Linked DNA regions of Mus musculus: regions 1, 2, 3, 4, 5 and 7 are each linked to region 6. Evidence: chromatin contacts called from public HiChIP or PLAC-seq, Micro-C and promoter capture Hi-C data. All regions are on one chromosome and are shown on one strand. Each heading gives the region's core, a stretch centred on a gene start, on an enhancer-like site or on the middle of the called end of the contact. The rest is flanking DNA. Distances are from core to core; before and after follow the strand shown. Region 1 overlaps Capsl (calcyphosine-like). Region 2 overlaps Spef2 (sperm flagellar 2). Region 3 overlaps Spef2 (sperm flagellar 2). Region 4 overlaps Ugt3a1 (UDP glycosyltransferases 3 family, polypeptide A1). Region 5 holds the start of Il7r (interleukin 7 receptor). Region 6 holds the start of Prlr (prolactin receptor). Region 7 overlaps Spef2 (sperm flagellar 2).

The links. Promoter capture Hi-C pulls out the DNA fragments that hold promoters and counts their contacts. A called contact is a pair of places that touch in the nucleus more often than the background predicts. HiChIP or PLAC-seq counts read pairs in DNA pulled down with a chosen protein or histone mark.
Region 1: an H3K27ac HiChIP or PLAC-seq map of embryonic stem cells shows a contact between it and region 6, with 4 times the contacts expected there. The contact joins the enhancer-like site here to the promoter of Prlr in region 6. A contact is called at or near these places in 10 of 39 promoter capture datasets (cranial neural crest, embryonic stem cells, frontonasal cranial neural crest and 4 more), 1 of 15 datasets of contacts at CTCF or cohesin (large pre-B cells), 4 of 484 Hi-C or Micro-C datasets (embryonic stem cells, granulosa cells and nephron progenitors), 7 of 115 datasets of contacts at active chromatin or transcription factors (embryonic stem cells and large pre-B cells) and 4 of 9 other capture datasets (adipose tissue, embryonic stem cells, liver and 1 more).
Region 2: a contact with region 6 is called in a promoter capture Hi-C map of liver, with 4 times the contacts expected there. The contact joins the enhancer-like site here to the promoter of Prlr in region 6. A contact is called at or near these places in 5 of 39 promoter capture datasets (the 3T3-L1 cell line, the C10 cell line, liver and 1 more), 2 of 484 Hi-C or Micro-C datasets (CD4 T cells and liver) and 1 of 9 other capture datasets (adipose tissue).
Region 3: a contact with region 6 is called in a Micro-C map of granulosa cells, with 3 times the contacts expected there. The contact joins the enhancer-like site here to the promoter of Prlr in region 6. A contact is called at or near these places in 5 of 39 promoter capture datasets (embryonic stem cells, hippocampal neurons, liver and 1 more), 1 of 484 Hi-C or Micro-C datasets (granulosa cells) and 1 of 9 other capture datasets (liver).
Region 4: a promoter capture Hi-C map of liver shows a contact between it and region 6, with 2.0 times the contacts expected there. The contact joins the enhancer-like site here to the promoter of Prlr in region 6. A contact is called at or near these places in 4 of 39 promoter capture datasets (cranial neural crest, frontonasal cranial neural crest, liver and 1 more), 1 of 115 datasets of contacts at active chromatin or transcription factors (bone marrow-derived dendritic cells) and 2 of 9 other capture datasets (adipose tissue and macrophages).
Region 5: a contact with region 6 is called in a promoter capture Hi-C map of neural stem cells. The contact joins the promoter of Il7r here to the promoter of Prlr in region 6. A contact is called at or near these places in 15 of 39 promoter capture datasets (the 3T3-L1 cell line, the C10 cell line, cranial neural crest and 10 more), 4 of 115 datasets of contacts at active chromatin or transcription factors (bone marrow-derived dendritic cells, bone marrow-derived macrophages, large pre-B cells and 1 more) and 2 of 9 other capture datasets (embryonic stem cells and liver).
Region 7: a contact with region 6 is called in a promoter capture Hi-C map of hippocampal neurons, with 4 times the contacts expected there. The contact joins the enhancer-like site here to the promoter of Prlr in region 6. A contact is called at or near these places in 5 of 39 promoter capture datasets (the 3T3-L1 cell line, the C10 cell line, hippocampal neurons and 2 more), 1 of 115 datasets of contacts at active chromatin or transcription factors (embryonic stem cells) and 2 of 9 other capture datasets (adipose tissue and liver).

The regions. Positions count from the first base shown.
Region 1 is chr15:9,451,212-9,454,704 of GRCm38.p6, forward strand. All of the region lies in intron 1 of Capsl (calcyphosine-like), which reads left to right. Among named protein-coding and RNA genes, the nearest start is that of Capsl, 17 kb to the left of the region's middle. Within about 2 kb of position 1,855, at least 16 of the 459 cell types and tissues checked have an H3K27ac peak or open chromatin away from gene starts, as enhancers often do. A contact at or near this core is called in embryonic stem cells and pre-B cells, where this site is marked.
Region 2 is chr15:9,609,147-9,612,787 of GRCm38.p6, forward strand. It overlaps Spef2 (sperm flagellar 2), which reads right to left. Exons shown (of 37, transcript NM_001305042.1): 28 at 3,307-3,435; 29 at 363-501. Among named protein-coding and RNA genes, the nearest start is that of Il7r, 81 kb to the left of the region's middle. Within about 2 kb of position 1,950, at least 8 of the 459 cell types and tissues checked have an H3K27ac peak or open chromatin away from gene starts, as enhancers often do.
Region 3 is chr15:9,578,753-9,582,165 of GRCm38.p6, forward strand. All of the region lies in intron 36 of Spef2 (sperm flagellar 2), which reads right to left. Among named protein-coding and RNA genes, the nearest start is that of Il7r, 51 kb to the left of the region's middle. Within about 2 kb of position 1,874, at least 29 of the 459 cell types and tissues checked have an H3K27ac peak or open chromatin away from gene starts, as enhancers often do. A contact at or near this core is called in granulosa cells, where this site is marked.
Region 4 is chr15:9,304,065-9,307,650 of GRCm38.p6, forward strand. It overlaps Ugt3a1 (UDP glycosyltransferases 3 family, polypeptide A1), which reads left to right. Exons shown (of 7, transcript NM_207216.2): 4 at 2,011-2,545. Among named protein-coding and RNA genes, the nearest start is that of Ugt3a1, 26 kb to the left of the region's middle. Within about 2 kb of position 2,092, at least 2 of the 459 cell types and tissues checked have an H3K27ac peak or open chromatin away from gene starts, as enhancers often do. A contact at or near this core is called in liver, where this site is marked.
Region 5 is chr15:9,528,365-9,531,967 of GRCm38.p6, forward strand. It overlaps Il7r (interleukin 7 receptor), which reads right to left and starts at 1,512. Exons shown (of 8, transcript NM_008372.4): 1 at 1,297-1,512. The coding sequence starts at 1,378.
Region 6 is chr15:10,175,420-10,179,234 of GRCm38.p6, forward strand. It overlaps Prlr (prolactin receptor), which reads left to right and starts at 1,819. Exons shown (of 10, transcript NM_011169.5): 1 at 1,819-2,452.
Region 7 is chr15:9,633,174-9,636,922 of GRCm38.p6, forward strand. It overlaps Spef2 (sperm flagellar 2), which reads right to left. Exons shown (of 37, transcript NM_001305042.1): 24 at 1,376-1,513. Among named protein-coding and RNA genes, the nearest start is that of Il7r, 110 kb to the left of the region's middle. Within about 2 kb of position 1,443, at least 7 of the 459 cell types and tissues checked have an H3K27ac peak or open chromatin away from gene starts, as enhancers often do. A contact at or near this core is called in hippocampal neurons, where this site is marked.

The sequences.
Region 1 (3,493 bases), core at 605-3,104, 720 kb before region 6:
CATTTTATTAGGAGGGAGGAAAGGGGAAGAAAGCTGAAGAGACCAGTAGCAGGTATAAGGATCGTATAGAATAGGATTTAGAACAAGCACTGGGCCTAGACAGTCAGAAGGAGAGATGCCATTTGTTAAACCTGAGACCCCTTGCCAGCAGAGGTACCGGGTAAGCCACAGAGAGCAGTGCTGGAGAGCTCACCTTCACATGTTGGTATAGATCCAAAGCTGCAGGTTCTCCATCATGACACAGGGCAACAACAGAATATCTGAGAGGAGTCCAGGTGAAGATCCAGTATGGCTGAAGTCTGGGGCTTAAAAGACCAATAAGTCATTGCAATGAACATTTGCAAGTAAAGAAGTATGGACACAATAGTATACTGTGGGACACACTGTGGCATACTACATAGGAGATGTCATTATTTTCTTCTTGTGGGGTGATTGTAAGGGCAGAGGGCAGATACAAAGGGTTGGGGAGGTGAGTGGAATTGGGATGTATCAGCATCAGCAGGGGTCTGCATTAATGTGTGGGTCACATTAATGAAAAACTCATGAAAAATCAATAAAATGTTAAAACAAACAAAAAAAAAGCAAAACAAACCTGTACTGGAAATGGATATAAAGGCAACAAAAGTCGTGGTCACATTCCTCAGGGTGAAGTATGAGTGAACAGAGCTAGGAGAGGATCTGGAGAGAAAGCCAGCTTGCTTCTCCCCGACCTCCCCAGAATCGCTTAAAAGCCCTTCTGTCTTAACCAGTAGCCACCTGCTTTGTAGATTGCTTTCCTACTCTATTCTACTCTTACGGGGCAATGTTTTAAAGCTGCAGAACTATTACAGCAATACTAGGTCATTTGTTTTTGAAATAGTCTAATGTGATGGCATGGATGCTTAACAACTACAGAAATGCCCAAAATGGCACTTACAGGGCTGGGCTCATGAGACTGCCACCCAGTGGTTTTCTGGTAGTACACATTCCCTGTGTCTCAGGCACTAGGGACAAAGGAACATGGCAGAAACTAAATGACTGAGCCCATCACTGTGGTACACATCCCCACCAGTCAGGAGAGTAGACATTTCCCTCCTTGATGTATATTCCCTAGCCCTGCCCCTGCATGTCCTTTGCTGGGTCTTCTGTTATAAGTCTACCCTCTACCCTCTGCATCTTCACAGATTGACTCCTTTTTCTCAATTTTATTTGAGCAGACCAACACTTCTTCAGTTTCCTTGACCTCTAGTTAGGGAAACCAAGGGCACGTTTTCATTTTTGAGCACCCAAAAAGACACCTTTTTTTTTTTTGGAATTAGTAATAAACTGGACGTGGAAGAATTTGGTGTTTTGTGACATGTGGGAAAATATACTAGAGATTGCACTTCAGTGACTGTGTCTACTATTGTGTTTACAGGTTCTTTGCTATGTAGAGAGGGAGAGAAGGAGGAAGAGATGCCAAGGACCAGCCTTGGCTTGGAGAAGGATTCTGAGGAATTGGTGTCTGGGAACTGCGAAACAATTTGTGGGTCTAAGCTGGTGGCCTGTGCTCTGCTGGAGAAAGCTTTCCAGCTTGTTCTCTCTGTTCTACTTTCTCTGGAGATCTCTCGACAGCCCTCTAGGTTCTGCTTGAGACAGTTCTCCAAGCAGTTCTTTCTTGCTAATCTAAAAATTTTCTCTGCCAATAGCTCATCTCTTGCAGAACAGAAGCCAGCCTTTTATTTTACATATCAATCCAGGCATTTACTCCAGGTTCACCTTTGATTATCCTATGAATCAGCACCCTCTGACCCCAGGCTCTGTTGGAGACAGCGAGCACATTTTTATTTTAAAACATTGTAAAAGAATTCAGAGAGCTCCCTGCCTTTGTAAACTTTGCTGGGTGGGACCTTGTCCTGAAATTACCATTTCTACCACACCTGTGCCTAAGTTCCCTCTGTCCCAGGCTGACCTTGAACTCAAGAATTGGCCTGCATTTGTATCTGCCTGACTTTGTATCTTTCTGCCAAGCCAGTTCATAGTGTTGCTGCATCTGTTCCTTATACAATTTATATTGCATCCTAACATTTTTGCATAATTGAAAAATTATATATGTTTCAAATACTATATATATTAAGGGCTGTCCTGGAGGTCCGAGCTTTTACCATTTTGCTGAGACATTAGACACACCTTCATCTTCAGGACCCCTGCTATCTCTAAGTGCCATGAAGTCATTAACATTAACTGGGAGGACATTCCTTGGAGGACCCTGAAAATATGTACAACATATACAAACAAGCCTTATGCTCTTGGCAGTCACAGACACTTGTGGAGGCCCAAGTATATTGGCCGTGTCCCAGGGGCAGGAGCCATGTCATTCTGTCTTCACCCAAGGCCATGGGGACCCACAGAGGGAGGGAGAAGGAAGGAAGGAGGGAGGGAGGAAGGAGAGAGGAGGGAGGGAAGAAGGAGGGAGGGAGGAGGGAAGAGGGAGGGATAATTCAGTTTGCAGCCACCAGGTAGTACTAAGACAACCCAATGGAGTGGAGAAGTGCAGGTGGGGCCTTATTGAATCTTTATTCCCTACAGGTAAGCCTAAACAGAACCTTTAAGAAGAAAGGAAGAAAGGAAGGAAGAAAGGAAGGAAGGAAGGAAGGAAGGAAGGAAGGAAGGAAGGAAGATTAATGCAGAATAGACTTGATAAACTTGTGTGTGAAGTTTGGAGAAGGAAGACTAATAAGAATCATGAACTTTAAATAAAAGAAAAAAATCTGAGGTTATAGGAAAGGACACATGTTTGCTTTCTTGAGCAGGAAAATAGTAAAGATAAAAGGAAGACACATTTGTCTCTGTCTCTTTTATCTATCTATCTATCTATCTATCTATCTATCTATCTATCTATCTATCTATCTATCTATTATCCATTCATCTATTCATTTGTCCATCTATCTTTCTGTATGTTTAAAAAATTCCTTATGACACATATCATTCTTTTCTCTTTTCACGTGATAGTCAAAATAAATTTATCTTTATTGTAAAAAAAAAAAAAAAAGAAAGAAAGAAAAGAAAACAAGAAAAAGACATGCTCTCAGAAGCAGATCCCTGCAATTGCAACTTTCCACATCTCATCCGACAAGAACGCTGGAAATCCTGGCTGAGAACTCTGTCAGGGGCAGCAGCCAACTGTACAAAAGAGCGATGGAGTGAGCAAGCCAGCTTGGCCCCAGTGCACCAGTCTCCTTTGTGGCTGGCTACTCCACTCAGCCTCTGTTCCAGATCTCCCAGTCACTGCCTTCTGCTGCTCTGTGGATATCCCCTTCACTTGCCATTGTGTGTGTAGCTGGGCGAGGGTAGGGAGAGGTAGAGGCAATCAACAGCTTTGTAACCCTAGTCTTCCCTTCCCCTCAAACTCCCAGTTCAGTCACTTGCCATTTTAAATGAATTCATCACTGTCCAAAGGGTCCAGCTGTCATATTGGATGCACCAGGCTCCACTTGGTCGCACACCTTATCTTCTGTACCTTCTCTTCAATTCA
Region 2 (3,641 bases), core at 700-3,199, 570 kb before region 6:
AATAATTTGGAAATCTCCTGGATTAAAATTACATGCAATATTACCATGTAGACTGAACTCCCAGAGTGAAAATGATATTGTGGCAGAGCCCACTGACAGGCAGAAAAATACTCTACACAAATGTGATGGTGGTATTCATTTTGAGTGTTCATAACAGGTGCGGGTGGGGTGGCGGGGGCAGAGATACAGACACAGAGATACACAGAGACACATGTGTCTGCACGTGTGTGTGTGTGTATGTGAGTGTGTTTGTGTGTGCGCGCGTGTGTTGTAATTTAAATCTGTGGATATCTTAAACACCCGTGTCAATTTTTGCATTTTTGGCATTGAGTATGATTATTTTTGATTGAGGAAAACCTTACCTGGCCATTTCATTCAAATATCTCTTACCAAGCCATTTTTCCATGAGCCTGTAGACATCAATCACCTTTGTTACTAAATCTTCCAGGACGGACAAAGCTTTCAACTTTATTAGCTCAAGTCGAAATTGTGCGGCTTGTTCTATTTAAAAAGAGAAACTGAATTCAGAAGGAGAAACATTATGCTTTTTATTCATATGCATTTGTATTTTGCAGATACAGGAACACAGAGTGGGGTGATTTAGAAAACAAAGTAAGAGGAAGAGCAAGGGACGTGAGGCATAGTGATGAGGGAGGGACACAGTCATAGTATGTCACACACATGCATAACATGATCATAATGAACCTTACTGTGTAAAATTAACACACAATATAAATAAAAGACAAAAGGAGATTTTAATACATTATACCTACATTGCTCTTACATAAACCAAGCCCACTTTTTATACCTATCATACTTTGGTTTATAAAGCTTTATTTAATTCGTGAATATGGCTAAGGTGGCATCCATCACAGAGCGAAGCTAAATGAATCACACTGTAAAGACTTTTGTGGATTTAAACTAAGTTCTTCTTGAGCTTTAATAAGTTTGGTACCTGGAAGATCAGATATTGATCCTTTCTTACCCACACTATAGCTTGAACTATGCTTTCTCCCACTTCTGTTGCCCACTTCAGTTCCAAATCTACTTCCTTCTCAGCAGCACTCTGAGGCACCTGAGTTATCTCTCTTCCTACAGTTTCCAGGGCAATGACACTTCTGCCCAGGATTCATTATTACTCAGCTTCCACAGGGAAGGGACCTTATCTTTGTTGAGGAGGGGTCTATTGGACATTCCATGATCAGGCTTCTAACTCAAGTCTACTTCCTCCTGGCTTCTCCCCTGAACAGGTTTTGTATCTTCTCTGCTTTGGCACACATCTCTGCTCTCTATTCCTGGCCCTGGCTTGTCTCCTGAGCACATTTTTCCATACTTTTCTGGTTCAGGCCACATTAGTTCTGAGAAGGCTTTCTTAATGCCTCCCCACCTTGTCCCATAAGCATGCTTACACCATCACAGAGTATTATAAGTGACTGCTTTCATCTATCTTCTTTTAGCTTTATTATTGTTTTGGTTTGCTTTTATAAAGCTTGTGCATGTGCATGTGAGACTCCAGCCACCATAACAGGATGAAGCCTGCAGTGAAAAACCTGATAACTTTTGTAGCATGAGGAATTAAAATTCATCACACTGAGGATGTTTTTTTTCACGTGAATTCAAAGATGGGGCTTATTGGAAAACACTAGAAGCAGATGTGAACACAGACAGTGAGCAAAGAAACATGTGTTCTCCTCTCCAGATGCCTCACAGCTCCCTGGCTTCAGGTTACTTCTGATGTTTTTTTGCTGGATTAAGGGAATGGTTGGTGGTGGGTAAAGGGGTGAAGGGAGAGAAAGGGAGACTACACCAAGTACCCTCTACCCCACCAAGGGCAGGCCCATTGACTTGGGCTAATATACAATCTTGGCACATCTCAAGCTGACTATAGGAGGACTGCTGATGGAAAGACAGAAACTTGCTTTCATCGTTCTTCAGGAACCTACTTCCTGTCTGCCAAGAAGAGCCACTTCTCAACTGATGTTCACCACATGCCAAAGGCACAGGTTGTAAGGCCCCTCCCCCACCACCTTAAACTTCCAATTCATTTTCTTTGTAGCCTTGCCTCTGCCCTGGCCCTTGATCGTCTGACCTTGTCTTCTCTTGGATGCTTTGGACATCCTCCCAAAGCCTTTGGCTACTATATCTCTCATATATCTAATGAAAATCGTCTTCTCAAGCATGGACCCTTTGTTTTGGTTGCTTTTCTGTGCCCTTGCTTACATTATGGTTCTGTCAATGAGGATATTGGCAATGATTCCTTTTCCATAGACTATCTTTGGTCTATTCCTAATATTCCAAATTCCATATTGATTTGTACTAATCAATCTCTTTGGGAGAATGTGGGAGAACAGGTCTTGCAGTCATTTGAGTACTGGGAAGAAAGCCTTTACATTTTGGAGAAAGAGATGTGAAGATTGATTGGCCCTTGTTCCCAACTTCACTCTCATAACTTATGGGCTTTGGCCAGGACTTCTTTTGGTTTACTTTTGAATATGATTTTTTTTCGCCTGCATAATATATTTGTACATCACTTTTGTGCCTGGTGCCAGCAGAGATCAGAAGAAGGTACTGGATCCAGTGGAAACTGGAGTTATAGATGGTTGTGAACCACCATGTAGGTGCTAAGAATTGAAACTGAATTCTCTGGAAGAAAAACAGTCAGTGCTCTTAACCACTGAATTGTCTCTCCAGTCCAAGGACTTATTTTTTCTTAGCAAGAGGAGTAACATTCTTTTTTGTGATATTAAATCATTTGTATTAGACAGCTTCTACCTAACCTGGACAATCATACCAATTTGCAATCTATTTTTCTTTCTAGTCTTTGAAATTTGAATTACAGCCCTTGCTTTCTTTTTCTTCTTTTCTAAAGCTTTCTGATAGCCTGCAGATACTTTAAATAGATTACTTAGGGAATCAGGCACAGTATTGCATTCCTATATTCTTTGCACTCAGGAGACAAATACAGGAGAATTGTTAATTCAAGAACAGAGAGAGCTACATAACAAGTTTGAAGTCAGACTGGGCTACAAAGTTAGACCTTGTCACAAACAATCAGTCAGTTAGTCAGTCAGTCAAACAATCAATCAATTAATCAATTTAATTAAGTTTAATTAAATCCAGACTCATCTAACTCATATGACAGCATAGTAGCCAAGGCTGGTTTTATGGACAAAAGAAAAGCTATCTGAATGCTGTGTGTTCAGTCCTTCTGCTTGAGTTTGAGATTCAGTCTGAGGCTACTGATGAGACCTGTGTCGGTTTTTCGGCTCCACTGAAAGCACGGTCTTACTCTATTCCTCCTCCTACCTTCTGTCTGCAGGGCAGCAAGATGTTCTTCCTTTATCCTGAGCCTCAGTTCATTCCTCTTTTCCATCTCAGCCATTTCCTCAGGTGTGACTGTGACTGGACTGACTTCTGCCACGGGGGATGATTTGCCTGAAACATAACTGAGGCGTGGTGAGTAAATGACCAACATTCGAGTTAATGGACTTGACTCTTGGAAGACATGGCTATGTAGCAAAATCCGTACAGCCAGGAACTGCTTAAGATTTTGAAACAAAGAACTTTGGGCTCCTTGGGGTGGGCAGGCAATGAAAGATTTAGTATCTTTCATTGAGAATTTTGTGAACTTTCTGAGCAGC
Region 3 (3,413 bases), core at 624-3,123, 600 kb before region 6:
AATTTTGAGCAGTAGATTTTCCCCCTGGGATTTTTCCCATTTCTTTATATTTTTTCTTACTATCAGAGATGGTAATGTTAAAATACTTTAATTTCTATTTTTTATTATTTTATTTTATTAGGTACTTTCTTCATTTACATTTCAAATGCTATCCCAAAAGTCCCCCATACCCCTCCACTGCCCTACCCACCCAATTCCACTTCTTGGCCCTGGCATTCCCCTGTACTGAGGCATATAAAGTTTGCAAGACCAAGGGGCCTCTCTTCCCAATGATGGCCAACTAGGCCATCTTCTGCTACATATGCAGCTAGAGACATGAGCTCCGGGGGGGGGGGGGGTACTGGTTAGTTCATATTGTTGTTCCACCTATAGGGTTGCAGACCCCTTTAGCTCCTTGGGTACTTTCTCTAGCTCCTCCATTGGGGGCCCTGTGTTCCATCCAATAGCTGACTGTGAGCATCCACTTCTGTGTTTGCTAGGCCCCGGCATAGCCTCACAAGAGACTGCTATATCAGGGTCCTTTCAGCAAAATCATGCTGGCATATGCAATGGTGTCAGCATTTGGAGGCTAATTATGGGATGGATTCCCGGGTGTGGCAGTCTCTACATGGTCCATCTTTTCGTCTCAGCTCCAAACTTTGTCTCTGTAACTCCTTCCATGGGTGTTTTGTTCCCAATTCTAAGAAGGGGCAAAGACACTTTGGTCTTTGTCCTTCTTGAGTGAAGTAGCTGGATATAAAATCAACTCAAACAAGTCAATGGCCTTTCTCTACACAAAGGATAAACAGGCTGAGAAAGAAATTAGGGAAACAACACCCTTCACAATAGTCACAAATAATATAAAATACCTTGGTGTGACTCTAACTAAGGAAGTGAAAGATCAATACTTTAATTTCTTAAATCATAGTTTATTTTTCAACATAAATGTGAACTTATATATGTAGAATGAACATTATAATATACAAAAAGCACAAAGATTGCATAGTGGTAATGTTAATGTTTAATTTTCCCCCAAAGTTTAGGAAAATGCTTTGCGAATGTAAATTTCTTTGCTCCAGAGATGACTGCAGAGCTTTCAGATTGTGGTCGCCTTACACGTGAAGACACAGGCTGCTTCACTCTCTATCTTGTTGGTTTGCGTATGTGTTCCTGCCAGGACTGATACTGACCCCATTTCTTCAAAACATTGACCTCCTTAAAGACAGCGGGCAACCTTGAGTGAGCTACGTGGAAAAGCACAGTGGCTTACACTGATGTCTAGGTCCCGCTTGCTGCAATGCTAGAGGATGGGCATCTATGTTGGTAGACCTTAGTTAATCTGCAAACTAAGGTACTCATTCTGTGATTGTCTGGCACTCCGCAGCACGGGCAACGTGACATGCATGCTCTTGATACATGCCAACCAGCATTGGAAAATTCAAGATGAAATAGGGGGCTGTTGTCAGCAGATTGGAGAGAGGACTGGAAGTGTCGGATGCTTGTCACAGTCACATACTTGTCATAGGAAATTGACTTTGTTCCCCGGTTATGATGTTCTCACTCATTTTGTAACCTTTACACAAATCATTTCCTTAATGATTCAAAAATACTTTTGGACGTACTTTCTCTGTACAAGGTCTAGAGGAGTAGAAAAATATGTAAACGATGTAACTGCAAATCTGTAAAAATTAAAAAAAAAATTCCAGCACCAAATCTGGAGTTTCCAATCGTATTCACCTCTGACTCTTCCTGGGATTTCAGTTTAACACTTGGTCACTGTGATTGCCTGCCAGGGAAACCTTTGTCTCTCTCTGGAGAGATGAGAACTGAGCCATCTGTCTGGCCATCGAGCTGCCACTGCGCATGGTCTGTCTCACTTGCGAGCGTGTCTGGTTCTGATGTTCCTGTATCCACCACAGCGTCAGTATCAGCAGTGGTATCTGCTTTTTATCTGCCGGGCACTGAGCTCAGCGATTTGGTGCTTGTGCAGTCATTTTATCCATGCCAAAGCCCCACAAGGAAGGCCTGACAGTTATCTCCATGGTACTGTTGTGAAACACAGGATGCTGTGAAATCGGAGGACACATTTCCCAGCATCACACACTTCCAAGAATCTAGGACTTGTTCCCATAAGCACCAAGCCTGTCCACTTTGAAACAGGAGCAGAACTAAGGTGTGTTGTAACCATTTCATGTACTCCTTTTTTTTTTCAAGTATGTATTTTTAAATTCTGTGGCTTGTACACACAGACTTTGTAAACACAGAACTCTGAAGCAGCAGCCTTCATTTTCCCACTGTTTATAATAGCAAACAACTTCTTAACCTTGAAAAACCACATTCTAGCTTTGGCTCTGCTTATCTCGAACAATCTTCAAATAACATCACTGTGGTTAAGGTTCATTTAAAAAACATGTGATGTATTTTCTTGTCCATGGATACCTGGCGTAAAGATTTACAGCATCAGCACGAGAAGCCCCTGACAAGTCTGCAATGTTTATTATCTTTCTACTTTCCCCCTCCTTCCTTCCTTCCTCTCTTCCCCCCTTCTTTCTTCCCCCATTTCATCTTCCCCTTTCCTACTTTTCTTTCTTTTTTTGGTTAGCAAAAAAAGGAATGAAATGTCTTAGTGGAAAGAGACCTCTCTTTAGATCTCAAAGCTCTTTCCTTAGGCTTTCCAGGTCTTTGGTACAACTCTTGTTGATATAGTCCTATCAGTGAGAATCAAATAGCTTCTCACCCTGTTTTTTGATTACTGAGGTCAGCAACAGGCAGGAGATATGAAGGGCAAGGAGAATCACACTTACCATAGAGAAGTCTTTGGCCACTGAGTAAACTCACTAATAGCTTACTGATTCACTACCGGAGAAATGAGCTAGGTTGCTAGTGTGTTAAGTGACTCTGGCTCTAGGCGTCTGGTTAACTGCAGGATGGTTGGGAGGAGGGGCTCTCAGGAAGAAAGTGAATTGAATACATAAGAAGACTGTGGAAAGGTACAGAAGAGGTTCTGATGATCAAGGTGTCAAAAATCTCCTGGCATACTGTATGGCTGGTGGCTTGGTACCTCTGGCTTCTGGCTACACTCCTGGCATAAGGAGAAGCTGTGAGAGCCTTGCTTTGGTGTCTGCATCTTCTCTGCTTGGCAGCCCTCTCTATCTTTGAGCCACCCAGCTTCTATTCAAAAAAATCTCTCATGATGTTACCATCACTAGATACTACCCCGTGGGAAAGCAAACACTTCCCAAAATGGGAGAAACACATCATTTAGAAGATTTCTGGAGCCTCTGGATTTCCCTGTGGATCTTGCTGTTCTTCAGAGGCTGTCTCTGAAAGCTGCCAATCTCAAGGCTTCTGCTGTCAGGCAGGAACCTGAACAGAATCTTCTCTGGCTAGTGTCAAGGGCTGTTGAGCTGTCCTGGCTTTGTAGGAGGTTTTCT
Region 4 (3,586 bases), core at 842-3,341, 870 kb before region 6:
TGGGTGGCCTTTCCTTTAGTCTCTGCTCTACACTTTATCTCTATATTTGCTCCAGTGAGTATTTTGTTCTACTTCTAAGAAGGACCAAAGCATCCACACTTTGGTCTTCCTTCTTATTGAGCTTCATGTGCTCTGTGAATTGTATTCTGGTTATTTGGAGCTTTTGGGTTCATTCTACTTATTAGTGAGTGTATACCATATGTGTTCTTTTGTAATCAGGTGTTGGAAACAAAATAAAAAGAGGGGGGGGGCCCTGTGGCCCTGGAGAAGAATGGAAGGAAAAAGATGCCCGCACCCCGCCAGAGTTTCCCTATTCTCTGGTCAGTCAGGTGTGGGGAGGCTACTATCTACCCTATCCACTCATCCCTGGGTGGGCATTTCTCTATCCTACTCATCAGGGAGTGGTCAAGGGGCAGCCCTGCCTGGAGACCCCTGCCCCTGGAGCTACTTGGCTAAAGCCACCAGGGTTGTGGGAGACAGGGAAGAGGGAAGAAGTTCCTAACACTGACCAGAGTGCGCTGTGGAACTTGAAGGAGCAGAGCAGAGACTCTATGGTTTAAGAGCTTTATTGTAGAAATGCAGGGGAAAGAGAGAAGGTAGAAAGGAGGAAGAGAGAGAGAGAGAGAGAGAGAGAGAGAGAGAGAGAGAGAGAGAAGAGAAGAGAGGAAAGAAGAAGACAAAGAGAAAGGGAAGAGGAGAGAGAAGTGAGAGAAGAGAGAGGTGAGAGGACAAAGGAACAGGAGAGCAAGGTGCAGGCTGAGCACCCCTTTTTATGGTCGTCACTGTTGCTAGGTAACTGGGGAGGAGTTTAGCCTGAAGGTCAGAAGCTTGGGCCATTGCTTATGTGACTACTAACCATGTTTCTCTTGTGGGGGCTGTGGGAGGTGGTACCTTAGGCAGGGGGTGGAATTCCAGGAGCATGAGGGAACGCCTACCGTGTAATGAAGGTGAATTATGATCATCGGGGTTCAGACCTCAGCTCGACTGGATACCAGCCTGCAATCACAATCAGGTTACCTCACTCAGGATGATATTTTTTAGTTCTATCCATTTGCTTAAGAATTTCATGAATTCATCATTTTAATAGCTGAGTAATACTCCATTGTGTAAATGTACCACATTTTCTGTATCCATTCCTCTGATGTAGGACATCTGGGTTCTTTCCAGATCCTGGCAATTATAAATAATGATACTGTGAACATATTGGAGCATGTATCCTTATTACATGTTCGAGCATCTTTTGGATATATGACCAGGAATGGTATAGCTGGGTCCTCATGTAGAACCATGTCCAATATTCTGAGGAACTGCCAAACCGATTTCCAGAGTGGTTGTACCAGCTTGCAATCCCACCAGCAATGGAGGAATGTGGAAATGACTTTCTTTGTGTCTGCTTGCTTTTAATTAAAAACCATATTTTGTGAAAAGCAATATGGTTTCCATAGAAACTAAAACTAATGATTTTCTATCTTTAAACAGAATAAAAGAAAAAAGTCAGGCTACAGAGCCTCTTTCCTTAAAATATATTAGAAATCATTTTTCTCTAAGTGAGTCACAATTTTATTTAGCCTGGTACTGCTGGCCTCAAAGTCACAATCCTAAGCCTACCTTAAACTCTTGATCCTCCTGTCTCCATTCCCAGAGTGCTGGAATTATAGGCTTGTATTTGTCTAGCTGCAGAATATTTTCTTTTCTGTTTTTAAATTTTCATTATTTAAATGCATTTTATATATCAAACACATTAATAATATTAAATGTTTTGAGACTCAAATAATACATAAGAAATTTGTTCAACTTTTATATTCATATCCTTTCATATCTTAAAAATATCATTAGTGAATATTTACTAATATCCATAACTAAGGATACTATATCTAATGTTGAATGCTAAATTGTATAAAAACATAGAAAATATTCTTTAGGAATTAAGCATAACATCATTCCAAATAGTGTGAAAAAGCTTCTCAAAATATGTTATGATTTATTTATTTATTTATTTATTTATTGCAGGTCCAAATATCACACCCTACTAAAGATTCATCAATACTTTGCGGACTTATGCAGTCACTTATTAAGCAGAAAGGACATCATGGAGTTATTACAAAAGGAGAACTTTGACCTAGTACTTCTTGATTCAATGGATCTCTGTTCTTTCCTGATTGTTGAAAAGCTTGGGAAACGATTTGTGTCCTTTCTTCCCTTTCAATTTAGCTATATGGACTTTGGGTTACCAAACGCCCCCTTGTCATATGCTCCAGTGTATGGTTCTGGTCTAACTGACCAAATGGACTTTTGGGGCCGAGTGAAGAACATTCTGATGTTCTTTCATTTCACCAAGAAGCGAAGGGACATCTTTTCTCAATATGGCAATACTGTCCAGGAGCATTTTGCGGAAGGCTCTCAGCCAGTGTTGTCTGACCTTCTACTGAAAGCTGAGCTGTGGTTTGTCAACTCTGACTTTGCCTTGGATTTTGCTCGTCCCCTGTTTCCCAACACAGTCTATGTGGGAGGTTTACTGGACAAACCTGTTCAGCCAATACCCCAAGTAAGTGACACATTAGCTCTCACTTTATATTTCATTCATAGACCTTCAGTACGCAGGTGGAGGTTGTCACTTGTCAGAGATGTCCTGAAAGGAAGTGCCTCAAGGTAAGGGAGATATTTGCAGCCTACACTATTAGGGCTGTGTAAGTACAGTGTCAGAATGCCCCATGCTGATATTGAAGACCTGGTTATATGCTAAGAAGTATGAGTTGGTTTTGTCCCTCTTTTGGTAGAATGACTCTTTTAGTTAGTGTTGATATTTCCAATTGAATTTTGATTACACACACACACACACAGAGAGAGATTAAATGCAGCAAATGTCTGTACATTTTGTATTTGTTACAGAGCCACACTTTTCATGATGAAACATATACCTCTTTCAGAAGGCATGTATCTAGATAGAACTTAGCAGGAGTGGCATCAAGAACTGTGTCTGTTATTCTGTGTCCCCAGTCTATGAGCCCTTTATACTTCATTCAGCTATTGTAAACCATTAAAGTTGCCATCTAGTTTGCATGATCAATGCAGGCTCAAAATCACTACCACTGAAAAATTAAAAGTACAGAGCTTATAAATTTTGATTGGTTGTTACCTGTCACTATAGGATTGTTGTTTTGTAGAAATTATCTTCTATAATTCCCTGTCCCTTGCTGGGAGGAATGACCCCCTGAGTTTTTATACAGTGGTGGCCGAGTTGTTGAAATGATAAAGGTGATATTTCTCCTATTTTCATCTAAATGCACAGAGAGTACAGGTTTCTTCTGGTTCTACTGGGTACCAGAGTCCCTACTTTTCCTTGCACTGAGTGAGAAGAAGGGTTTGGGGAGTGATCACTGAATGATATATATTTTTTTTCATTGCTGGAAGGAGTTATCAGCTATGAGTTTTGGATAAAATCTTCTGAAAACTCAAATTGGGGGAGTAGGGGTACAGTATGTAGATGTGAAAGAGAGACAGTCATCAGCTGGGTTTCCTGACTGTATCTTCAAGTAGCAGAAGATTCATCTACATTTAGAGATCTAGATGTGATTGACAGAGTCCT
Region 5 (3,603 bases), core at 262-2,761, 650 kb before region 6:
TTAACATGAGATAATGACTCTCCCTCACCAAGTGACTCATGCTCCGTCATGCTGAAGAGTGTGACTCCTCTGATGATTCTCTTCATAAGAACATGCAAGGGTTTTCCATCCTTGCTGATTACAAAGTAAAGTCACACAAATATCTAAGCTTAGGATGCACAACTAAAGGCATTTGACTGAAGAGCTAAACTACAGAGCTAGGCTGATGTGTATTGATACTGTGCATAAAGAAAATACAGATGTATTTGATACAAGCTTATGCAATGTAGCTTTAACTGGTCTGGAACAAAGATGATTTTTCTGTCTCAGCCTCTTAGGCTTCAGGACTACAGGGATGTACTACTGCACCCAGTTTAGGAATGCACATATAGGCCAGCCATGGTGGTGTCTGCCTTTAATCCTAGCACTCAGGAACCAGAGGCAGGATGCACACACACACACACACACACACACACACACACGCACATACACAAAGACACACACACACACATTCCCCTTTTAATGGTGTGTGTGTGTGTGTGTGTGTGTGTGTGTATGAAAACAGTTTAATTAATTTGTAGAAACAAATTGGAGATTCACATTCCATGTAGCTGCTGTGTCTGCCAGAGACGTTTGAGTACAGTCCTGTAATTAAAATGCCTATTTTTAAGAAGTCAAGGTCTAAGTATTTTATGGATTCTGAGGAGAATTATGATGACCATATAATGGATTCTCTGAATATAAAAGCAACCCTGTGTATTTCAAAGAAGACACCTTCCTTAGCATACTACTGAATTATTCATCAGCAATCTAACATGAATCTGCCAAAGCTAAAGTATGTTGAAGAAATACATTATAGAGTAACTTCTAAACTCTAGACACTAGAAATACAGTTTTGGTGAATACACAAACCTCTCGTTTCTGGCCATTAATTTATCATGGGTATCTAGGGTTTTAGAACTCCATAAACAGTCAAAACAACAATGGCTTGATTTTTCAGTCTAATACAGTTTTGGAAGCGATCATCCAAAAAGCTCCAACAAAGAACTGATATGAGGTTTCTTTTTTGAAATTACCAGCATACATCCACATTTATGAGCCAGAATTTGAATGAAACTCAATGCTTCTTGACAGTTCTTGAGAGTTACAAGCCATTTGCAGTATTGTCATCATTCCCTCTGTCCTGGTGATTAATACCCACAAAACAACCTAATTAGTGCTAAATTCTTGCTTGCCCTGTTAGAGAACTGTGTAACTTGATCATATATGCTACAGGTAATCTGAAATCCTTTAAAAAAGGAGTTAGAAATGACTCACCATCCTGGGCATTTCCACTTTCTCCAGAAACAGCTTGAATTAAGCAGAAAACTATAGCGAAAGCTCTACCCAGAGCCATCATTCTGAGAGAGAGAGAGAGAGAGAGAGAGAGAGAGAGAGAGAGAGAGAAAGAATAGAGAAGAAGCACGCTTGTATGTGCAAGTGAATGAGAGAGAGGGAGACCCAAACCAGCTCTGTGCCTGCTAAACCACAGACAGGGAACTATGAACATCACAGAAGAAGGCAAGTGCCAGAAACAGGAAGTCTGAGCAAAAGGATTGCTGCTGTAAGCAGAGGTAGAGAAAACGGAGAGGTAGAGTGTGACTTTTTTTTTTCCTGCATCTTGGTATTCCCTGAAGCTCCTGAACTTAACTGCTTACTTTTGAGCAAGGTGGTAGACTTCAAGTGATGCTTCAGATGATCTCAGGGTCCAATGTAACAGGATCACAAGGCCAAAATCCACACTTACGATGCTCCTCAGTTGGTTGGGGATGCTCTTGTTTTAGGAATAATGATGCTAGGATAGAGTTGTCCCACTTAGGGCTGAACCCTCAATGGTCACGCCCAGTTCTCTGCTCTCTGAGAGAGAAGTGAGAAAAGAGCTTCTCTAATGAGAGGCAAGGCTGCACTATTCTATGGGTATAAGGACAAATGTCTAGAAGACAGTTTGATACTCTGTCTTTTAAACAAACAATAGTCCTGTGTTTTCCCCTATGCTCTAAGACCTCCCTGGCACGGGTTCGTGGTCAGATTTATAGTACCAGCCATGAAACACTCCCCTCAAGAACTCAGGGAACACCATGGAGGAGAGAAGGAAAGATCAGAAGAGGCAGGAGCCAAAGAGAAATACAGTGAAATTATCTATTATAAAAATAATAGGATCTTTGTGTTCATAATTTCACAGAAGCTATGGTTGTGACACAAGACTGGCATGAGATCACACCAATCCACATTCCAATATGGACAGAGCAGGTGTTCAAGAGGCCACATCCCTAGCTGAGGCCCTCCTGGCAGGTTGACAAATACCAGGCGATTAAGAGTTAGTTTTCTTTAAAAGTGTGTCCCATGGTAGGTTGCTCAAGCTCTAGTGGGCAGTTATACACTCATGAGCACAAGAGCTGAACTAAGTAGGTTCTGTGGATCCTTTTCTTAAATCATTTTAAGAATTGATTAAGTTATTTATTTATCCTAAATTCTGACTGCAGCGCCCCCCCCCCCATCCTTTGCTCCCAATCCCTCTTTCTCCCTTCCCTCCAACCTTCTCTAACATTCTTCCATTTCTCCACAGAAAAGGGGAGGCCTCCCTTGGATATCAACCAGCCTTGACATATCAAGCTGCAGTAAGACTAGGCACATCTTCTTCTCTCGAGACTAGAAAAGGCAGCCCAGTTAGCAGAAAGGCTTCCAAAGGCAGGCAATGTAGTCAGAGACAGCCCTGGCTTCGGTTTTAGGAGTCCCACATGAAGACCCAGCTGCACAACTGTTACATATGTGCAGAGGGTCTAGGCTTGTCTTGTGCATGATTTCTGGTTGAAAGTTTAGTCTATATGAAAACCTATGTGCCCAGGTTAGTTGATTCCGTAGTATTTCTCAATGTGACCATGACCCCTCTGGGCATCTTCAATCCATCCTCACTCTCTTCCATAGGATTCCCCAAGTTCCACTTAACGTTTGGCTGTGGGTCACTGCATTTGTTTCCATCAATGCTAGGTGAAACCTCTCAGATGATAGCTATGCTAGGCTCCTGTCTGCATGTATAGGAGAATATTATTAAGAGTGTCGGAGTGGGCTCCCTCTCATGGCATAGGTGTCAAGCTGGGCCAGTCATTGGTTTGCCCTTCTCTCTAATTCTGTTTCATCTTTTATGCCCGCACATCTTGTAGGTAGGACAAACTATGAGCTAAAGATTTTGTGAGTGGGTTGGTGTCCCAGTTCCTCCATTGGAAGTCTTTTCTGGTTACAGGAGATGGGCATCTCTGGGACTAGCTAGAAACAAGGGCAATGAAAACTCCCAGGAGTCTATGAGGGTGACCCTAGCTACGACTCCTAGCAATGGGGATATGGAGTCTGGATAATTAAAGAACTAGAGGACATGAAACTGAGAAGGAGAGTAGGTGTTGGAATGCGGTAGGTAGGGAAGACAGGAGGGTGGTTATGGTTTCAATATCCTCAATACATATATACAGTTTCTAAAAACAAAGAAATGTACAAAATAAAGATTTCATCTTTCATAAGCTATTAAAAGATCATTTAAAAATATTTTTTACACTCAATCTTTCAGTGTACAAATGTAGCCATTTTTCTCCT
Region 6 (3,815 bases), core at 569-3,068:
AACAGGCAAGGAAAGAAAACCGTGAAGACCATAAGGTTTTATTAGCGTGATTGGCATTTTACAGACTCCATCAACATTATAGCTATTCCCCTGCTGAGCCTGGTTTACACTAAGTGAAACTCGTGCAAGTCAAATGAATAGCGATATCCAAAACATTGCTAGTGTGTTACCTTAAACTGTGGGGTGAGGTCTTGGAGACAGTGAGCAGATACAGAGTCAAGACACAGCTGGATGAATCAGCAAGACAAGACACACACTGAGGCAGATGCAGATCTAAGCAAACGGAGAACACGAGGAAGTGGGTGAATGGTTCCAGTGTGTGCAGAAGGAGAGAGTCATGGTCTAGCTATGGAGCAAAGGGAAGCTGGCCTCACAGATGACTTCCCTCAGCATCTCAGTAACAGGAGAGCACAAGGAAATTTACGACTGTGAACGCCTGCCTGTGGCTTGGGGTCAGGGTATATGCTGCACAGCAAAGCAGAAAGCCATGACCTTCTCTCCAAATAGCATGTGGATTAGTCACTTACCCTGTTCTGGAACCTACTTCTGCTGTGCAGCAGGAACGCAGACGTCTAGGAACCACAAGGAAATCGAACAGTTTTCCATTGCCAAAGGTGATTCTCCCTCTCTTCTCATTATCTGTTAGAATAGTCAAGGAAAATTACACTTTACTGAGTAACCCCCAGCCTTTCAAAGGTCACACAGGAATATAATCACTAACCTCTGGTGGTTCACGATGGTTTAGACACTTTAATAATATGATGATCTACCTACACGGGCATCCTGTTAAGTTTTGTGCTAGATAATTTCCCCCAAATTCAGTCAAATATACAAGTTCTAAGCATATCTGATAGGCAAGACAAGGCTAGATTATGATGTTCAACAGGTGTTTTTATTCTTTTTTTTTTCTTAAAATATCTTAAACTTAACAATGGGTTCATTGTGGTGTAACTTGGCCACTAAGAATGTCTGTATTCTGCCATTGGAGAGGATACTCGTTAGTTTTGAAAATGAACGGGCACTGTATTATACACTCTCAAAGGTAATTGTGAGCAATGGTCCACCTCAGCCACCAGAAGCCGGCATAGTCTGTGCACAGCAGATACACACCCCACAGCCTCTGAAAACCAGGGGTAGATCATGGTTTATCTTGTGCAGGTCATGTGTGAACGCCTCTTCTAATGCAAGAGAATCGCCTAAACGTCATGGGATTTCCAGCAGCTTCCTGCAGTGTGGCAGAAAGCCATTAACGAATGTGATTTGCCAGTTATTGTAAAGTGTCAATCAAATCAGAGGAAGAAAAAGCAATGTTTCAATGATTAAAAAAAATATTCAATAGCTTGTTCAAAATAACCACCCATCGTGGCCCTCTAACTTACCTAACAACGGGACACAGTGTTAATCAATGGCATCACTTACCTGTTCAGAGATAACTATTTGATCCAAGTAGCTATTGGTATTTGTTGTTTTAATAGTTTATTTTCAAGAGAACATAGGGAGGGGTGCAAGAGGAAAAGCAGTGTTTTGTTAATACCAAAGACATAATATAAAACAACCCTCAGATGGTGCAGCTTATTTGAGGAGGTACATTCTGCATTTGCGGAAAGGAGCCGACTCGTGGGTTGCTGAGGATGTTGGTGTATCTACTATTTTGATGTGGCTGAGCATAAAGTAGAGCCCTGGAAGTTCTGCTGTGTTAAAAAATAGAAAGCAACGCGTCCTTTAAGGGTCCCTGTTTATTCTTCCTCGACCACTTTCCTCTGACTCCTCCTCCTTCCCAGGGAAGGTGTGATTCCAATCCCTAGAGCCCCCTCAAGTATTGTCAAGCGGCTGGCTGCTGGGTGTTGCTTGCTGGGAAGTACGGAAAGAAATTTGACACCGAATCTCATCTTGGCTACTGGGAGAAATACCATCTTTGAGGTCACAGGACTTAAAGGACATTTCTATTATTGTTTTGTCTCTTTACTGGTAGTCTTGATGGAAGAAGGTCCCCTGATCATGCGAAACGGATCCGGGAGAAATCAGACATTACCTTGTCCACCTTTTCTCTGCATTCTGATTCCCCCAACTATCTCCGTCACCTTATAAAACTGGCAGGCTCTGGACCTTTTGCACGCTGGAGAAAAATCACTGTTTTGCCTCCAGCAAGGAACATGCATGTTGCAACACTGACTCCTCCTCTAGTGAAGAAAGAGTGAACAAGTGCACCGAGTTGAGCTTCTTCTCAGAGACACGCGGCTGGCGACGGCAGAGCAGAGGCTAAAATCCCCAGACTGCCGGGTCTTCTGAGCTGGGCTTTCCCCGCCTTCCTGCTCTGTCTCACTCACTCCTCTCCTGCGTTCTGGATTTTACACGGGGCTCAGGAAACAGCTTTACCTGTCACTGAAAAAGCTCGCGTTCTTTGCAAGAAGTGCTCAATCCCTGGTATGGCAGACTTTTCTCTCCAGCAGAAGTGAGTACCCATGTCAGACAAGGCTGTGCGTGGCCAGGGGTGGTGCGGGCGGGCGCTCTCCAGGGCCGCGGGTTCGAGGCCGCGAGTGGGAGTGGAACAGTTGGCTGCAGGCGCGGACAGCTTAGGGAAATGCCAGCTAGCTGCCAGAGCCCGCGGGCGCGAGGAAACCCCATCCCGTGCTGTGAGCGTGCCTGAAGCCAAACCTTGGTGTCCCTTTCGAGAAAAGCTAAATATATGCCAAGGGGCTTGGCCACCCACCCCAGCTTTTACAACTGCTCTCGGTGTGTTTTAAAATAAACCCTGCAAGCGCGCCCTTGCGAATGAGTTTCGGTGGTGTGATGGTGGGGTTGCAGGTGGTTTGTGTCGAAATGAAAAGCTGGGGAGATAGCGGGGAGGCTGAATGGGCTGGGGCAGGAGACGTGGTGGCAGCTAACTTGGGCAGTCTCCTGCCGGCTGCACAGCTGGGTGCCAGGTGAAGAGACAGTCACCTGAGCTCCCACCCCCACTCCCTAAGGCAGCTAAGCGGAGTCTGGGCAGTGTGCTAGGAATTCAGGCCCTAGGGGTAGAAGCAAGGACACACTGCTGGAGCAAAGATCATGGGATCAGGGGACAGAGGGGATAGCCTCCCAGAACCCAGACTCTTAATGCTGAGGCAGGGGGAGGCAAGGGCTGTAGTTGTGTAGAAAAATATCCTGTTAGTGACCTCTACCTGTGTGGTAGGGAAGCAACCCACGTTCCCTTAATAACAAGCAACTTGGGGTTTTCTGTGATCGAACTTGAAAATGTTTGCAACCTGTTATTAATGTCACGGGGGGGGGGGTCGGGGGGGAGCGTCCTTTAATCTTCATTCATGGAATTGGCTGGGAAAGATTTCCCACCGGAGTGTCTTGACCAATCCTAGCTCTGCCTCCCGTGGCACTACAATCGTGGGAGTTCACCTTCTCCTGGCCTCAGTTTACTGTGTGTACATTTAGGGAAACTGATCATTCTTGCTACAAGTGCTGAATGGAACAGAGGTGCTGAGTAGAGCAGAAACCGGAATATTTTGATTTTTTGTTTCAGTGGCGTTTTGTTTTTTTTTTTCTCAAAGTGATTTCTTCGCAAATCGATCCCTTTTGAGAAGCGATTGTGAGTTATTTCCCCAGGGTGGAAACTGTACTTAGGGAACAGATGAAGAATTTTTAAGGACACCCCTTGTTGTCCATGCCAGAAAACCCCTTGTCTTTGAGGATGCTGCATCAGGACGCATCTCACCAAGCTTTTGCTGGCGGCTGTACTGGATGTGGGAGTAGACTGGGAGGGTCTGAAGCAACTGCGCTGTTCAGAGAGATGGCTCGCCTTCCTAGAGCTGCCCACACAGAGA
Region 7 (3,749 bases), core at 193-2,692, 540 kb before region 6:
AAAACAAGAACAAAAAGCACACACAAACGCCACACACACACACACACACACACACACACACACACACACCTGTAGTTTAGAGATGGAAACTGAAACTATGGGAAAAAAATACTAAGGTAGGAGCTACTATAATTCTTGAGGGTTTTCTGTTCTTTTAGGTTTCTGTTGACTTTTTAGACCTGCCCTTGGAGCAGGGACTGTCTCATTTGAGGCTAAAACTTCTAGAATTGAAGGGTCATCTGTTTAGAAAAGATTTGCTGAAAACCTACGATGTCTAAGTCATATCACCAGAGATACTTTATCATTTTCTAAAGTATCTTCTAAGTTGATCAGTTATGATGAGAAATGGCTCCCCTTCCATTTCCCCTATGAGCCACTAGTCTGTTAACAAAAATTAAGTAAGTATAGCTTGGCCATGATAGCTTTGATAGTCTCCTAAGCATCAATAATTTTAGACAGATTTGTTTGTCCAAGACTCTTAACCCCTAGCCTCCCTCAGGACATAAGGAAATTGATCCATTGTAAAAATTGTGTGTGTATGTGTGTGTGTGTGTGTGTGTGTGTGTGTTTGAAATGCACATTTTAAGACAAGCCCTTTTCTTTTTATCAGTTTTTTAATGCAGGAATGCCTTCCTCAAGATCCACAAAACCATCATTTCAAAGTATAGTTATTTCTCAAGGCAGATAGCATTTTAAGGCTCCTATATACAGGAAGGAATCTAACCTCCTATCTACACAGGCACATAGCAGGTGCACAAAATCACACTCTGACCCAGATAAACATGAAATTAAAAGTTAAAAAACTACAAAGCAAACACAATTGACCCCACGCCTCCATCCTGTATCAATCCTTGAGCTCTCAAAATCTGTGTCTATAGTCATTTTGTCTTGTGACATCTAACAGCTAAAGGCTGATATGTTTTTTTCCCCTGATCACAGCAATGGTACCCATGGTTGTAACGTAGCCCAGAAATTATGGTAGGGCAGATTTCCTTGGCTATTGTGGCCACCTTTAAGTATTCGAGAATCTGGTCAGGTAAATACCCCCGTTTCAGACAGCGTCTCTGCAATCTCACAGAAACTTCACAGGGACAAGAGATGTCCAGTAGCTGCTTGAGATTCAATGTCTGTATGATTGCTTGGCTGGGATAAAACAAACAAACAAACAAACAAACAAACAAACAAAACAATTTTTGTTAGCTAATTTTACTTGGCAAGGCAGAATGCGTACCACACAGAGAATGCATACCACACAAAATAAGCAAAATGAGCAAAAAATGATTCATGCTCAGACCCCTAACATTCCAGATGGACTTGTTCCCTGAGGAATAAGGTTGCAAAGAGAGCCTGTGTCACCATGCCCGGCTGTCCCTACCTGCATCAGGGAAAAGAAATGATTCATTGTGATTCCGATAGAGTCCTGCAGCCAGCTCTCATTAATGATATCAAGCCTCTCCTGTTCCGCCTCTTCCTTCCTCGCTTCACAGATGTCCCATAGGCGGTCTCGCAGATCCTGAGTGGGAAGAGAAACAGAGCAGCTGTGTATGAGAATCGTGCCTTGTACAACTTCTGTGCCATGGACCCGAGAGCCGTTGTTTCTGGAGATGTCCCTTTCGAAGACACACCTAACAAGTTTGTGCGTTAGATTCTTTTTTTAAAATATTTTTAATTAGGTATTTTCCTCGTTTACATTTCCAATGCTATCCCAAAAGTCCCCCATACCCTCCCCCGCACTCCCCTACCCACCCACTCCCACTTTTTGGCCCTGGCGTTCCCCTGTACTGGGGTATATAAAGTTTGCAAGTCCAATGGGCCTCTCTTTCCAGTGATGGCCGACCAGGCCATCTTTTGATACATATGCAGCTAGAGACACGAGCTCCGGGGGGTACTGGTTAGTTCATATTGTTGTTCCACCTATAGGGTTGCGGATCCCTTTAGTTCCTTGGGTACTTTCTCTAGCTCCTCTGTTGGGGGCCCTGTGATCCATCCAATAGCTGACTGTGAGCATCCACTTATGTGTTTGCTAGGCCCCAGCATAGTCTCATAAGAGAGAGCTATATCAGGGTCCTTTCAGCAAAATCTTGCTAGTGTATGCAATGGTGTCAGCGTTTGGAGGCTGATTATGGGATGGATCCCTGGGAGGATGATGCTCTTGTTCTCTCTGATCAGATGCCCACAGGTCTCACAAATCCACTTCTATCCCATTTTCCATGGATAGCTCTACTTGTGCGTTAGTTTCTTTGTTAAAGTGGTATCACTTTATGTGAATTTAAAAACAAAACAAAACAAAACAAAACAAAAGCAAATATTGTTGGTGGGAAAAAAATACACTTTTACATTTGAACCAAGACCATGAATTTGTTGCTTATCACAAATACAGCATCCTTTGACAAAAAATTGTTTGTAATGGGGATGATCAACAACAGCTCAGCAGCATACCAGGCTGTGGCCAGTAAGGAAGAATGTGAATAGGATAATGTATAACATCATATTTACACATAGCAATAGGCCTATAGTATGGGCATTTGGGAATATTTCATTTGTTTTATAATTTATATATAAGTATACTAAAATTATAGTGGTTCTGAGTATTGAGTTCTTCTTAAATGTATTGTTGACATATCTGATCACCCAGTAAATGCCAGTAAGCAGCATTAATTAGCTCATTCCTTATCTTTATTTTTATTAAGAGAATACTGGGTCATAGAAAAGGTGTTTTCCTCACGTGAGTAGATGGTAAAGCTAGGATGTGAATCTTTGGGCTCGAGTAATGTATAGCACTAAGTTATGCTCCAGAAGTGATATTAGATAAGAGTAGAATTTAAGACATCAAGTACTTTAGGGGCTGATGTGGCTACACTGTTTCTAGGAATAGACAGCCCTGCAGGTACACTTTGTCATTCTGTCTTCATGCATTGGATAATGCTTCCTTGGAGAAGCAGTTTGCTGATGACTTTAGGTGCTTGTATATAGATTCCTATGCTGAAACCTAACACATTAACCCATTGGCTATATTTCTATGGCTATAAAATGGGATTGTTACTGGCAAGTACCTAGGATCACTGCTGTGTGGATAAAATAGGAGAGTGGCAGCAACTGCTGGATGCTGAGTATTTAGAAATGGTGGTTGCTGCACTATATAGTCAGTGTGTCAAAATCTGTTGCATTGAAAGAGGATAGAGGTGTCTAAGCTACAGTAGTGTCAGTTTCATTTTCAAAGATCACCTATGCACAAAACACAAAAATATAAAAGGGTAGAGCTGAGTTTTCAACTAACATTCCCTATATCACTTTTAAAAAATGGACGTGAAGCCTGGTGTGGTGATAAGTCTTTCTTTATGCCCAGCAATTGGGAGGCAGAGGCAGGTGGAGCTGAGTTTGAGGCCAGCCTAGTTTACAGAGTTCCAGGATAGCCAGGGCTGCACAGAGAAACCCTGTCTCAAAAATAAACAAATGGATGTACTTATCCCAAACCTAACTTTTTTCATAGGCATGAAAAGAAGGCATGTTTTGTTTAGACTTCATAATTTTCTCTACTGTGTGATCCTGCTGAAAATCCACTGTTTAAAAGTCTGACAGTATTTTTGATGAGGCTTATTATGTCCAAACATATTGAACCTTTCTCAAGTAGAAACCATGCATCCTTGGAGGAGCAATTTGATGAGGAGTCCCTTGTATATATTCTAATAACCAAAGCTTACTCAGACGAATGTGTGTTGCCTTGTTCCCACTTTGCTCTTCCTGTCAGC